Regions from separate parts of the Danio rerio genome. Here region 2 is linked to region 1. Evidence: chromatin contacts called from public Micro-C data. All regions are on one chromosome and are shown on one strand. The core of a region is the stretch at or near the end of the contact, and the rest is flanking DNA. Distances in the headings are between cores, read along the strand shown.

Region 1 (7,064 bases), core at 3,969-6,468:
ATGTGAATTCTTTTTTAAAACTCTGCCCCTTGAAGTCAGTGATACCATCTGTAATATGCATGTCGAGCAAGTTGTCTAGCAGTTGGTATCTTGAACATAGTCTTGTAATTTTGCTAAAATAAAGCTATTGTTTACTAATGTAGTGCCCCATATAGTAAGACATTGTGCCCTTCATTTCTGTGTAAAAAAATAGGGACTTGTGTAAAATACAGTGATGGGTATATGCGCTATAGAACCTACACTTTGATTGTAGTCTGGTCATACATTATTTTAGGACAATGTTTTTTTCAGCAAGACTTTATAGCATAAGACTGTAAAAAAACGCTGGGTTCCATATGATTCCTTCATGTTGTCCCAACATTAACCGATTAAGTTAACTTAATCCCCTTAACTTAACTTCATTTAAATAAGTAGTGTTAATAAACAGCAAAAGTAATTAATTGAGTGTAGTACAAATACATTTTCTCTGCGCAACCACAAAATTATTATCACTGGCCACTTTATTAGGTACACCCTACCTGTACTGGGTTGGGCCCCCTTTTGCCTTCAGAACTGCCTTAATCCTTCGTGGCATAGATTCAACAAGGTACTGGAAATATTCCTCAGAGATTTTGTACCATATTGACATGATAGCATCATGCAGTTGCTGCAGATTTCTCAGCTGCACATCCATGGTGCTAATCTGTTCCACCACATGCCAAAGGTGCTCTATTGGATTGAGGTCTGGTGACTGTAAATGCCATTTGAGTACAGTGAACTCATTGTAATGTTCAAGAATCTGAACAATCTGAGATGATTTGCGCTTTATGACATGGTGCGTTATCCTGCTGGAAGTAGTTATCAGAAGACGAGCACACTGTGGTCATAAAGGTATGGACATGGTCAGCAACAATACTCGGGTAGGCTGTGGCAAATATCCCCCACACCATTGCAACCTGAACCGTTTACACAAGTCAGGATGGATCTATGCTTTCATGTTGTTATTTTAAGTTAATTCAAGTCATTCAAGTTAACGAGTGGCCAAAATGAAAAAAGAAGTTTTCCTTTTTTTAGTGTTTAGTAAATATATCATTAAGCTTCAATGTATGATACATTGATTAATTCGATCAGCAGTGTGTTAGAGGAGTGAAACTAACCGTTGCTTGGAAATTAAAATGCCCATTTTCAGAGTAAAATCTATTATTAAAACTTTTTATTCCGTTAGACTTCCTGTCATTTTTGAGGTTGTGAGGTTTTACCCTGAAATAATCTACAGTAGCATATGCAAAGTGTGCGGTTTGTTTATGTATGTTCAGCTTGTGTGGCTGCTACTGCATGCATATTTATTGCACATGCATATAAAATGGACATTAAAGTTAATCTCACTGAATGCAATGCATTTTCTACAACCTGCATACAGGAGAGTAGTTATTGCACCTGCACAGATATGAGCACTTAACATACAGACTGATTCTTGTAATATCTGAGAGAAGAGTTCCACATTTCTACAATGGCATTTTCTGGACCAGCAGGCGGCAGTATTGTACTAGTACTGTTGTATGTGTTCTGAAGAGTTCTTTTTTATTTTTTATTTTCTAGGGGTAAAATGTCACAAAACACCAAATGAAAAAAAAGCATTGCAGGGACTTAAGGCAATTAATCTTGAATATTTGACAAAAGAGTTTTGCTCTTTACAAAGTGGGTTTCCTTGCACCGTGTGAATACGCAGAATATGTTTTTACAGTGCTGAAGAGGATTCATAAATTAATCTGATTAAAATGTTTTTCCCAACCATGTATAATTATAGGATGTTGGTGCCATGAGGTGGAACACAACACAAAATCACACATTTGACTATTTGGTTCTGACCCAAATATTTATGCTACAATTAAATGATTAAATCAAAATAGGCCTGAGTTGTTATACATTAATATGCCAGTGGTGTTGCCGTATACATTTATGAACAATGGTTTATGAATGTAGTGAAACTTTACACTATAGCAGTCTTGAAGGATTCTGTCTAAATCTGTCCGATTTTCAGTATAGTGACACGCAAATTTAAATAGGCTACTGTGTGAATTCCCTAATTCCCTAAACACCAACTATGCATTTGTTTCTTGCATTTTTCATTACAGTTATATAGCCTTTGCTATGGTTGGCTCTTTCTTTCTTTCTTTTCCTCTCTTCTTCACTTCTTTGCTTCCTTCCTTCCTTCCTTCCTTCCTTCCTTCCTTCCCTCCTTCTTTCCTCCTTCCTTCCTTCCTTCCTTCCTTCCTTCCTTCCTTCCTTCCTTCCTTCCTTCCTTCCTTCCTTCCTTTCTTTCTTTCTTTCTTTCTTTCTTTCTTTCTTTCTTTCTTTCTTTCTTTCTTTCTTTCTTTCTTTCTTTCTTTCTTTCTTTCTAAATATAACTACCATGGACATAAGCTTTTTTTTCCGGATGCATCTTTAATAGGTGTCTTCGGGCTCCATTTTATGGTGTTTTTAAAAACGGGGCGAGAACCAGAATTGAGAAACACTACTGTGAGACAATTGCAGCAAAAACACTGTATTTATATTTACAGCACTATTTATCTATACTGTAAACTATATACTGTAATTTTTACAATTCATTTATTCATTTTCATCTGCTTTTCTAGGGCCAGGTCGCAGGGACAGCAATCTCAGGAGAGAAACTCAGACTTCCCTTTCCCCAGACACTTCCTTCAGCTCCTTCGGGGGGATCCCGAGGCGTTAGCAGGCCAGCCGAGAGACACAGTCCCTCCAGCTTGTCCTGGGTTATCTTTCAGGCCTCCTTACAGTGGGACATGCCTGGAACGCCTCCCTTGCTTTAGGCATCCAGGATGCATCCGAAATAGATACCCAAGGCACCTCAGCTGACTTCTCTCGATGTGGAGGTGCAGCGGCTCTACTCCGAGCTCCTTCCAGGTGATGGGTGCGCCATGCCACCCTGCGAAGGAAACTCATTTCAGCCTCTTGTATCAGAGATCTTCTCCTTTTGGTTATGACCCGAAGCTCATGACCATAGTTGAGAGTAGAAATGGAGATTGACCGGTAAATCGAGAGCTTTGCCTTTCGACTCAGCTCCTTCTTTAACACAACGGATCGGTACATCAACAGCATTACTGCTGCCGCTGCACCGATCTGCCTGTCAATCTCACGTTTTATCCGGCCGTCAATCGTGAATAAAACCTTAAGATACTTGAACTTCTCCACCTGGGGTAAGGTCTTTTCTCCAACCTGGGGATGGCAAACCATCTTTTTCCGTTGTAGCACCATGCCCCCCCCCCACTTCCCCCAGTGCGTGCTGAAGGTCCATGTTCGGTGAAGCCAACAGAACAACATCATCTGCGAATAACAGAGATAAAATCTTGTGGTCCCTGAACCGGACCCCTTTCAGCCCAAGGCTGCGCATAGCAATTCTATTGCATAATAGTCCTACAGTATACTTTATATCACAGTTAAATACCGTGTAAGTTACAAAAATTGTTAACAATGTGTGTCCGTGCTTTAATTCAAACTGCAGAACACAAGTGTTTGATGCAATATTAATCTGGTCAAAAACAGCACTAAATAGCTGAATGTGACTATGGCTACATTGATGCATCATTTGATTTTAGTCTTGTTCTTCACACTAAGTGAATGATAATTTAGAAAACTCACCCTCGTTTTTGAATGCAGTTAATGCTCCTGAAACTTACAGAGGGTATAAGAACTATTTAGTTTACAAATGCAGATGTTGCTCTCATAAACTGTGTACAGAACAGGATTAAGCACAGAATGGGTGACCTGACAATCAAATTTAGCTGCAGTGTGTACTTGACTTTTCATCACCTGGCAGATCATATGTAGTGATCTGAACTGAGAACAAAATTGAAAAACACAGGAATCCAGAAAACTCTTACAGTTCAGTTTATAGTGGAGAACATGGTGTGACGCTTCGAAGCATAATATGTGAAATATGTTCTCTAGCTCAGGGGCTTTTTTGGCACAAACAATTGTAGAGTACATGCTTTATTGAAAGCTGTTTGTCAGATATCAGCATAACTCCGTCTAAAGTGATCCTTTAGCCTTTAGCAGGGGTGTTTGAGTTTGCTGCTCTCCAAAGACAATAGCTGATGCTCGCATGCGAGACAAACCAACAAAAGTTTTTGGCGTCCTGTGTTTCGCACCTTGTGGCAACTGATCACATTTCTTGTATTCATAATGATTCTATTCCCAGGAGATGATGCAACATTTTACATTTCAAATGATTCATAAAAAGAAACTTAATTCACTTTCTAAGGTTTTGACATTGAATATGGTTACAAATAATGTCACGGGATGAACAAAATGGTTACACTTTACAATTAGATTACATTTGATAACGTTCTTATTTACTAACATACCAACAAGTAATACATTCCTTTTATAGTATTTATTCCTCTTTATGTTAGTTTAAATAGTAAAATGATAACTGCTTATTTTTAGTACGTTAGCACAACTTAGATCATTAACAATGAATTATTTCATACTGCACTGTAAATAAATGATCATAATAATGACTAAATATTCTATATATAATATTTATATTACACTCAAAATTATTTTTGCTACTTGTTTAAACTAATGAACTACTAAACTAAGACTACTGAACTACTAAAATGGGCTCAATCAATAGAATTTTAATTTTTGTTTTTTGGAGGTGGGGGGCAACTTAATTGTTTTATCTTCATTCCACTTTAGTTTGTAAAATTAGTTGATTTAGTTAGTTAACTTAATCGATTTGTGTTGGAAGAGCATGAAGCTATTTTGTTATTGCTTATTATTTCTGAGGGTTTCTTTTTTTAATCTGTACCTTTTCATGTTTTATTGTGTTCTGATGCTCTTGTTAGCGCTTTAAGTATGAGAAAAGCGTACCATAAATAAATATTATTATTGTTGTTGAACCTAGCATTTTTTATTAAGATTGATTATGAATCAATATTAAATATTCATATTGAAATAAGTTTGATTATACTTATGCAAACCTCAAAACACCTACATATTCCTTAATAGTCATTAATATCAACGTTTCTGAAAATTTTTACAAGTGTCCACTTAATATGCATCAAATTGCACTGTCACTCATTAATAATCAGAACCTGAGGGGATACATGTTTTAATCTTGAAAGAAACAGGACAGATGAGACACTCCCTGCACCTATTAAATTCTGCTTGGGGTCCAACACTATATATATCAACTCTCAGTCTCATCACCTTCCTCAAATACTGTCCATTCACCTGCCGGGGACTTACACAGGTATGACACACTCATTCTTTACATTTATATCTACTGTTTTTTTCTCTTTATGGCGAGACACTGTAATTAAATAAGGTCAAGAAAATCTGCAAAAAATCTGCATACTTTTTTTTCGCACAAATATCTGAATATTGGATGAAGTCAGGTTGAAAAGTCTTGCTTTATTGTTTTTTTTATTTAAAGCTTGTTACTGAGAGGAATTAGGGTAATCTTTTTTATCACTCCATAGTTCAGAAAATACTGCAAACAGTCAGAATAAATTTTTTTATGTTTTGTACAATAAAATGTACATAAAGGCAAATCATTTATGGATTTATCCCACTGTAAAAAAAAAAAATCAGAATAAGGATATGGATAAAACTGAAGTTAAATGCATCATTGCTTCTGAAGTGGAGATTTATGGCTCAGTGTAGAAGAGAAAACTCGAAACATTGAGAAATAGGCCTTTAAAAATATGTATTTTTCATTCATTCATGTTCCTTTGGCTTAGTCTCTTATTTATCAGGGGTTGCCACAGCTGAATGAACCATCATATGTATTGATATTGAAATAAAAAAAAGAGTATATTTTGCATATATTTTTTCATTAGACCAGAGATATCCAAACTATGGCACTTTGACCAAAATTGGTCCATTTCAACCTTTGATTTGGCCTGCTATCCTGAGAATGGAGATTGTCATTTTAAATTTAATGTACCCTTTTTTCTTTGTTTTATTGTATAAACTACAAAAACTATCTGAAATTAAATGTTTCAATTTAAATGGTGTAAATTAATCAGATTTAGTTTCAAATGTACACACGATGGATAGAGGAGAATGCAGAGGCTTTGGTGAGTAAATTAAGGAAGTATCTGCTTGAGTAGTGTATTCTGCATTGAACTCCTCCATGTTATAAATGTGTTTATGTATTTGTTGGAATAAGTTATAATTGAAAAAGTTATATGATTTAGAGTAAGGTTTTCTATGTTTTTTTATATTATGAAAAAATTATATGAATTAAGAAATTACCCATGACAACTTCAATGTAACATAGTTTGGTATATTTATCTTCGGTTCACGGCTATCAATGATATTTGGTTTTTGGCCCTACATACGAAAAAGTTTGGGCACCCCTGCATAAGACTGAAGTAACAATTCAATGCAATTCAATTCAGCTTTATTTGTATAGCACTTTTACAATGTAGATTGTGTCAAAGCAGCTTCACATAAATGGTCATAGTAACTAGAACAGTGTAGTTCAGTTTTTAGTGTTTAAGTTCAGTTCAGTTCAGTTTAGCTCAGTTCAGTGTGATTTAATCATTACTGAGAGTTCAAACACTGAAGCGCAAATTCATCGATGTGTTGCTCTACCAATCCTGAACGATGTGAGCCAGTGGCGACCCTATGGAAAGCCAAAATTTCTAAATTGACAGGTGCATGAAAAAAAAAGGCATTTTGACAAAAAAGATTTTGACTGCATTTTCTTGCCTAAAACCAATTAGAACTCCCATTAACATTTATTTAACCTTACAGGATATTCAGTCATAGTGTTTGCCTCTACAGCAGGAAGATGCTGTTTTTATGCTTGTGTTTGCTGGCTGTGGTCCTGCAGTCTGTTCATTCCTATAACTGCACCTCAGACAATAACAGGGTTCCAGGTGAGTCTCTGTCAGATCAGACTGATTTTCTGAGCAGTTGGTTGAACACTAATATCCCCTCTCATTTTCTCAGATAACAGTGATTTGGTGGTTCACTGTGGCACCAATATGATCACTCTAGAGGTGAACCTGTGCACTGCGGAATGGGCAGGCTTTAATGCCAGTGGTCTG
Region 2 (6,821 bases), core at 3,585-6,084, 44 kb after region 1:
ACATTTAAAAATAAGGAACATCCTGGATCTGTTTCTTTTTTATTCTTCCTCTGTGCTCTTCTTTATTCTTTTTTTATGGATTATAGAAGTATCAGATCGGGTTTTGGTATTGGTAGATACTCATAATCAAATAACTCGGACAATTGGGACATCCCTAAAAAAAATATTGTTATCTTCAAACGTGTTTATATTCATTTTAGGCAACACAATATCTACAATTTAACTTCAGAATTATAAAAGACAAGAGTTTTATTACGATTTTCAATTACAACAAATGGAAACTTGTTATTGCTATTATTCCTTTAGTTATTAGTTGTGCTATCTCACATACTCATTATATAAATATATATATATCATACACCACAACAACCATCTAACAAAACTTTAACATCTGCCATGGCAAGCATCACTTATCTTTCCTTTCGAAATTTTTCATACAGTATATTTAATTATTACTAAAGTTACTTGTTATAATAACCAACTGTCATTTTCTGAAAATGAATAAAAGAAATTATATATATATATATATATATATATATATATATATATATATATATATATGCGCTGTGCTCTGCTTACACTCTGCGACTAGATTGTTAAAATAGAGCCCCTTCAAGTTGTTGGCTACTAAAAATGATGCATGGTTCTATATATATACAGTTGAAGTCAGAATTTTTAGCCCCCCTTTGAATTATTATTATTTTTTTAAATATTTCGCAATAGATGTTTAACAGAGCAAGGAAATGCTCACAGTAAGGTCAAAATTATTAACCCTTTAAAGCTATATATTTTTTCGATAGTCTTTAAAACAAACTATCATTATACAGTAACTTGCCTAAATACCCTAACCTGACTAGTTAACCTAAATTACCTAGTTAAGCCTTTAAATGTCCCTTTAAGCTGTATAGAAGTGTCTTGCAAAATATCTAGTCAAATATTATTTACTGTCATCATGGCAAAGATAAAATAAAACAGTTATTAGAAATGAGTTATTAAAACTAACATGTTTAGAAATGTGTCGAAAACAATCTTCACTTCATTAAAAAGAAATTGGGGGAAAAATAATGAGGGTGGCTAATAATTGTGGTGGGCTAATAATTCTGACTTCAACTGTATACAGTATATATAGTTGATTTTAAGTTGTATTCCAGTCGTGAAATATGGATTTTAGTTTTTTTTACTTTACTTTCCATTTATTCATTGTTGATAAATTATTATTAATAAGTATTACAAATCCATTATTTTCCATTTTATTCCTTTCCTTTATTCCTTTATTTCCCACAGCAGTGGCTCTGGTATCGAGTGAATTCTGGGACTATGAAGAGCAAGTGGATCTGGAAGCCTTCAGTTCCAGCACCTTCTATGAAATCCTGCTCAAGCACAGCGTGTCGGTCACCGTTCGCCTTGGACAGCTCAAAGGAGAGGTGAGACTCAACGGGAACAAATATCAGAGCTTCAAATATCAGTTCAAACATGTTTTTATCCATATTGAATTGCTCCGTTGTAATTAACCGTCTCTCTTGTTTCACTGTTCAGTACGATGATACTACTGTATGTAGTGAATTATTACTTCCCTCTGGTAAAGTGTGAATTACAGCATTCTTTTGTCAGCTTGTCTTATTGAGTAGTAATCATGCACCGATGTAGGTGAAGCAACTCTACCAGGGGCTGCAGGGGAAGCTGAAGGAGCTCCACCCTGGCTGGAGGATGTTTGGAGGGAAAGGCGAAGGTTTGGAGAGGCAAGTAGAGCAGGAGATGGTGCGGCGCAGAGCGATGGCCAATCAGATGATTCAGCTGCTGGACAGTCAGATGCAGATCCTGCTGGTGGAGATGAAGGCCAAGCAGGCCATGCAGAGGGGCTTCAGAGCGCGGATGAGGGAGAGCTTGAGGCTTCTCAGACTGGCGGCCGAGGGTCAGGCCTCGCTCTGGGACAAATACATCAAACAACAGTATGTCATGGGGAGGATGATGTGTGTGTGGGGTGGTCAGAATTGGAGAAAATAATCCTGGCCAAACAGAAAATGTTTCATATGCATAATTAAGTACACCCCATTTTGAAAATAAATATTTGTATAGTAAATATAGGCAATGTATTTGGTGCATTTAAACAAAACAGATGTATTAAACAGATATATTTATTAAAATAATGTTTTAGTCACTAAACATTTAACATTTATAAATTCTCTGGTTTTGTGATTAACGCATACTGTATGTGTGCTTGAGTGAGATAGATGTATAGATAGATGGATGGATAGATAGATAGATAGATAGATAGATAGACAGACAGACAGACAGACAGACAGACAGACAGACAGACAGACAGACAGACAGACAGACAGACAGACAGATAGATAGATAGATAGATAGATAGATAGATAGATAGATAGATAGATAGATTTTGCATATAATTAGCTAAAATTTGCATAATAGTATTAATTTTAGCTTAATTTATGACTTCAGAAGAATTAAGAAATTTATGTTATACATTAATATTTTACATCAGTTGTCATTTGTTTTAAAAAAAAAAACCTCTAAAATTACAGTTTTAATCTGAAATGTTATCAGAACCTATATAGAATTAAACAAGTTTTTAGCATTTTACTCAATTGTTAACTCAAATGAAATTGAGAATTTTTAAGTGGTGGCTTTATTTTCCATAGCTGTATTTTGAATATTACCACTTTTGGATATTGTATATTATATATTACCACTAGTATTTAGGGGTCAGTAAGAAATAATAAAGTACAGAGGGTTTAGGCTGATTTGTGCTGTTCAATCTGTCCTTAACCTCTGCTGGTGTCAGACTTCAGTGTTTATGAGGTACATCAGATAACATGAGCATCAGAGGCATCAGCTAGGTGTCCTTGATTTCTAGGAAGGGCACGACATAGCCAGACCATCACAAACACCAATGGCTGCTTGACTTCATGCCTGTGGATATGCAGTACCACAGCCTGCCCTTCACCTCCTCACCATGCTTTTACATAGACAATTAAAAGAATAGTTGAAAGTTTAGCAGTTGCATTACTCAAACCTCAAAGCATCCAAATTGTTGGTGACTTTCCTTCTTCAGTAGAACATTACATTTCTTTATTTACAGTATATATATATATATATATATATATATATATATATATATATATATATATATATATATATATATATATATATATATATATATATATATATATATATATATATATATTTGCAATAATATAAAACTTTTGCTATAATATATAACGATAGTTAAAAGTATTAAACATTTAGTTAAATAAAACATGCATAGACTTATGCATAATCATACAGTCAAAACTAAAGTATTAACAATGAGTCGTAATGACACATTGAGATCATATGAAACAACATTATTTGGATATGCTTGGATATACTAATGTAGTATGGTAAGGTGTCATTGAAGCAACATTTTAAATTGATGCAAATTGAATAAAATTATTAAACAGTGCAACTGTTCCAGCATTGATAATGAGAAATGTAATGAGAAATCTGCATATAAGAATGATTCTGAAGAACACTGGATAGTGCAGTACTTTATTATAATAAAAACTTTTATTTTAAACATTATGAATCTATTTCCCAGTGAAATCAACCTTGGAGAACATAACTGACTTCTTTTAGTATTAATATTCTTAAAAATCCTTCCTTACACTTTCGACATTTTCATACAGTAAATATAATTTGCTTCTAACTATTATTTAAATGCTGTGTTAATTCATTTACATAATTCAAAACCTATGCAGTGTTTTTCAACCTTTTTAACTTCATAACAATACGCAAAGGCCTCATAACTTGTCCAATTGTTCTTTACTAACTTTTAATAATAATAATAAGTTCTGTCAAGTGTCAGCTCTCAAAAGATTAGTATAGTACTGATTATGTAAATGTATATTACATTATAACATTGCATACTTTTAAATCAAGGTAAAAACATCTCTTTGCTGTGGCCTATGGCTTGTGATGTCAGCATAGTAAATTGGTCAACTGTAGTGGTTTTTAATTGTGCTCCATAACTATAAAACTTGTATTTACATGTAAAAGATGTATTTAATTGTTGTCAATTAGACAGCCTCAAGGTTTTCAAAGATAAAAGGAACTGATTTATTAATGAGCTGAATTAAAACAATAAATACCTCGATTCACAGCTTAAAGTATGCTAATGCTTGCTTATTTTATTTTAGATCTCTTTAAAGTCATCTTGAGCTCCCTTGGTGGTCTGCTAAAGACCCCCGGTTGACCCTGGCCGTCTGGTTGAGAATGACTGACCTGCTGTATTTTCTGTGCATTGCAGTGTTGTGGAGCGAGTGTCTCTTCTGGCTGATGAGATGACTGAGATGGTATCAGTGGAGAGCCAGAGGGCAGGCGCCAGCTCTGTGCTCAAAGAGGGCACTGGAGCACAGCTATTATGCCCTGCTACTGGAGCCGTCCTCAGCAGGGAAGACGTCATCGGTGAGACATCCTAAAACATCTTTTTATAGACAGTAATTCAGGCCTAATGTTATTTTTGTACATGATAAAAATGTGTTCGGTCAATGACTGTGCACTTACTCCCCCTAGTGGAGTTTAACTGTAAGACCTGAAAAGCTCAGCCTCACCACTAGGTGAAGCTATTTTACAACATAGCGCACATTATGCTGGTCAAATCCTGATAAATAACCTCTGAGGCTCAACTTGGCACGTCTGTGGCATGACTGATTGATTAAAGTCTGCAGAAGCACAGAAAGATTTCACTGCTTTCCCCTCCACAGCCCCTGATGGATCTGTTAGAACTTGCGACGCTGTTCATGTAGATCCCCTCACAGGCCTCATTCAACCCAACTCTAATGCTCATATGTTACTGGCTAGTGGTCACAGCATGCCCGTGCCCCCGGACTTCTTTCTGCACCCCCAGACTGGCAAACTACTGCCTGTGGCTGGAAACGTGGACTTTGATCCTGCTTCTTCCACCCTTGTCTTTACAGCCGATGCTGGTGTTGGTAAGTCGTCTAAAATACTTGTTGGTACAAACAAATGAATACAGGTTATCATGAGCGGACTTAACCAATAAGGCAGTCGCTTAGGGCCCCGGGGAATTGGGGCCCCCGAACACTGTCAAGAAGCCTATATTAATCATATAGTTTTGTTTTTTTTACTTTCTATTTTATGTTGTAAAATCTGACTATAACCATTAAGATTTCAATGATATTACTTCTTTTTAAAACCAGGGGCCCCATGAAAAGCCTAGTGGAATGTTCCTTCTGTACTGCACATGCAAATATTAAAATCTAATCACAAATATGGCTATTTTTATTTTGTATTCTATTAAAAAAAATTGTGTGAATTTATTGTATTTAATTTTACATCGAGAAAATAAAGGTTCCACTTAAAATATATTTCTAACATGCTGGTTGTTTACAAAAAATATCTATAGAGAAAGAGATTGTTTTGAGTTTCAATGCTAGGGTCCCATACCCTAAAAGTGCTTACACCCGGAATTGCTTTGGGGCCCCAAATCAATGTGGCATATTGGTGATTACAACATAATAAATTCATAATGAAAATGGAAAAATTTCCATCCATCCATCCATCCATCCATCCATCCATCCATCCATCCATCCATCCATCCATCCATCCATCCATCCATCCATCCATCCATCCATCCATCCATCCATCCATCCATCCATCCATCCATCCATCCATCCATCCATCTATCTATCTATCTATCTATCTATCTATCTATCTATCTATGCACATTATGGTCACAGAAATGTCCTTTTCCTTCTGTTCTGTAATCCTAGTCTAAAACAGCAACAGTAACCGAGGGGGCGGAGCGTTTTGAAGGGTCATTTAATATGATGTATTGTTTAAATGGTGTGAGAACTTTCAGAGCATTTTTCATTTTGGGTCATTTGTCTTTGATGAGCACAGTGGTGATTAATATTATATCAGTTTTTGTGACGTTTAGCTATTTTTAAAGTCATTTTAAGTCTTATGTTGTCATGGATTTAAAGCTAAAATGTATATACATTGAATTATGTTAGGTAGTTCAGCACAGGATATTTTCTTCACACTGAAATCCTCTTAACACACATCCTGCTCACTGTTATAAAAAAGTGAGTATTTTAATGTTCACAGTAGGGTGTCCATCGAACAGTGATTTTGCTAAGAATTTAGCCATTTTTTTATTAATCCTATATCCATATTTGTTCAGAAAGGTAGTCTTGACTTTATCAAATCACTTTTTTGTCACATCATCAACAGCACGTGTGCTATGATGAGTGAAAAGCTTATAATTTCCCCCTAACACTAATTCCAACCCTCACTTATCTCTAAAATCAGAGGGAACCGATAGGTGAATGAAAATATGTAAGTCACCAAGTAAACCTAAACTTGACATTTAACCAAAGTCTGCTTGGCTGATAGGAACGATCTCTTTGGTGATTTTAGTGTTCATCTAATTCTGAAAACTCCAACATTAGTTAAACGCAACTGAATTAATCAAAATGAAGTTTTGATAAACTTCATTTATCAAAATGTTTTTATTTTCTATACTGTATTTATTATATTGCACTGTTTCATGTCTAATGTTATGCTTAGGCTATTTCTCATAGGATTTTTAGCTCATTCTTATTTTATTCCTTTCACACTCATCTACTGTCAGTCAAATCCAGTCACCAGGATTTACCTGTTAACTAAGGCAAATCTATCTTTTAAATTAATATTTTTAATACTGTAGGAAGCTCTACAATATTATATTTAAGCACATACATTAGATTAGTCAGTACTGAAGCCAAATCTGGAGCTTATCAAACATAACAGTTAAAGTT

Evidence for each region. A called contact is a pair of places that touch in the nucleus more often than the background predicts.
Region 2: a Micro-C map of caudal fin shows a contact between it and region 1, with 5 times the contacts expected there. The contact joins the enhancer-like site here to the promoter of LOC567816 in region 1. A contact is called at or near these places in 3 of 18 Hi-C or Micro-C datasets (caudal fin, embryo and an unstated tissue).

The regions. Positions count from the first base shown.
Region 1 is chr15:24,320,707-24,327,770 of GRCz12tu, forward strand. LOC567816 (zona pellucida-like domain-containing protein 1) reads left to right here and starts at 5,219. Exons shown (of 11, transcript XM_691119.9): 1 at 5,219-5,257; 2 at 6,769-6,893; 3 at 6,967-7,064. The coding sequence starts at 6,806.
Region 2 is chr15:24,364,872-24,371,692 of GRCz12tu, forward strand. si:dkey-103g5.4 reads left to right here. Exons shown (of 31, transcript XR_012390829.1): 10 at 1,285-1,424; 11 at 1,648-1,949; 12 at 4,307-4,464; 13 at 4,764-4,991. Among named protein-coding and RNA genes, the nearest start is that of si:dkey-103g5.4, 21 kb to the left of the region's middle. Within about 2 kb of position 4,835, at least 11 of the 62 cell types and tissues checked have an H3K27ac peak or open chromatin away from gene starts, as enhancers often do.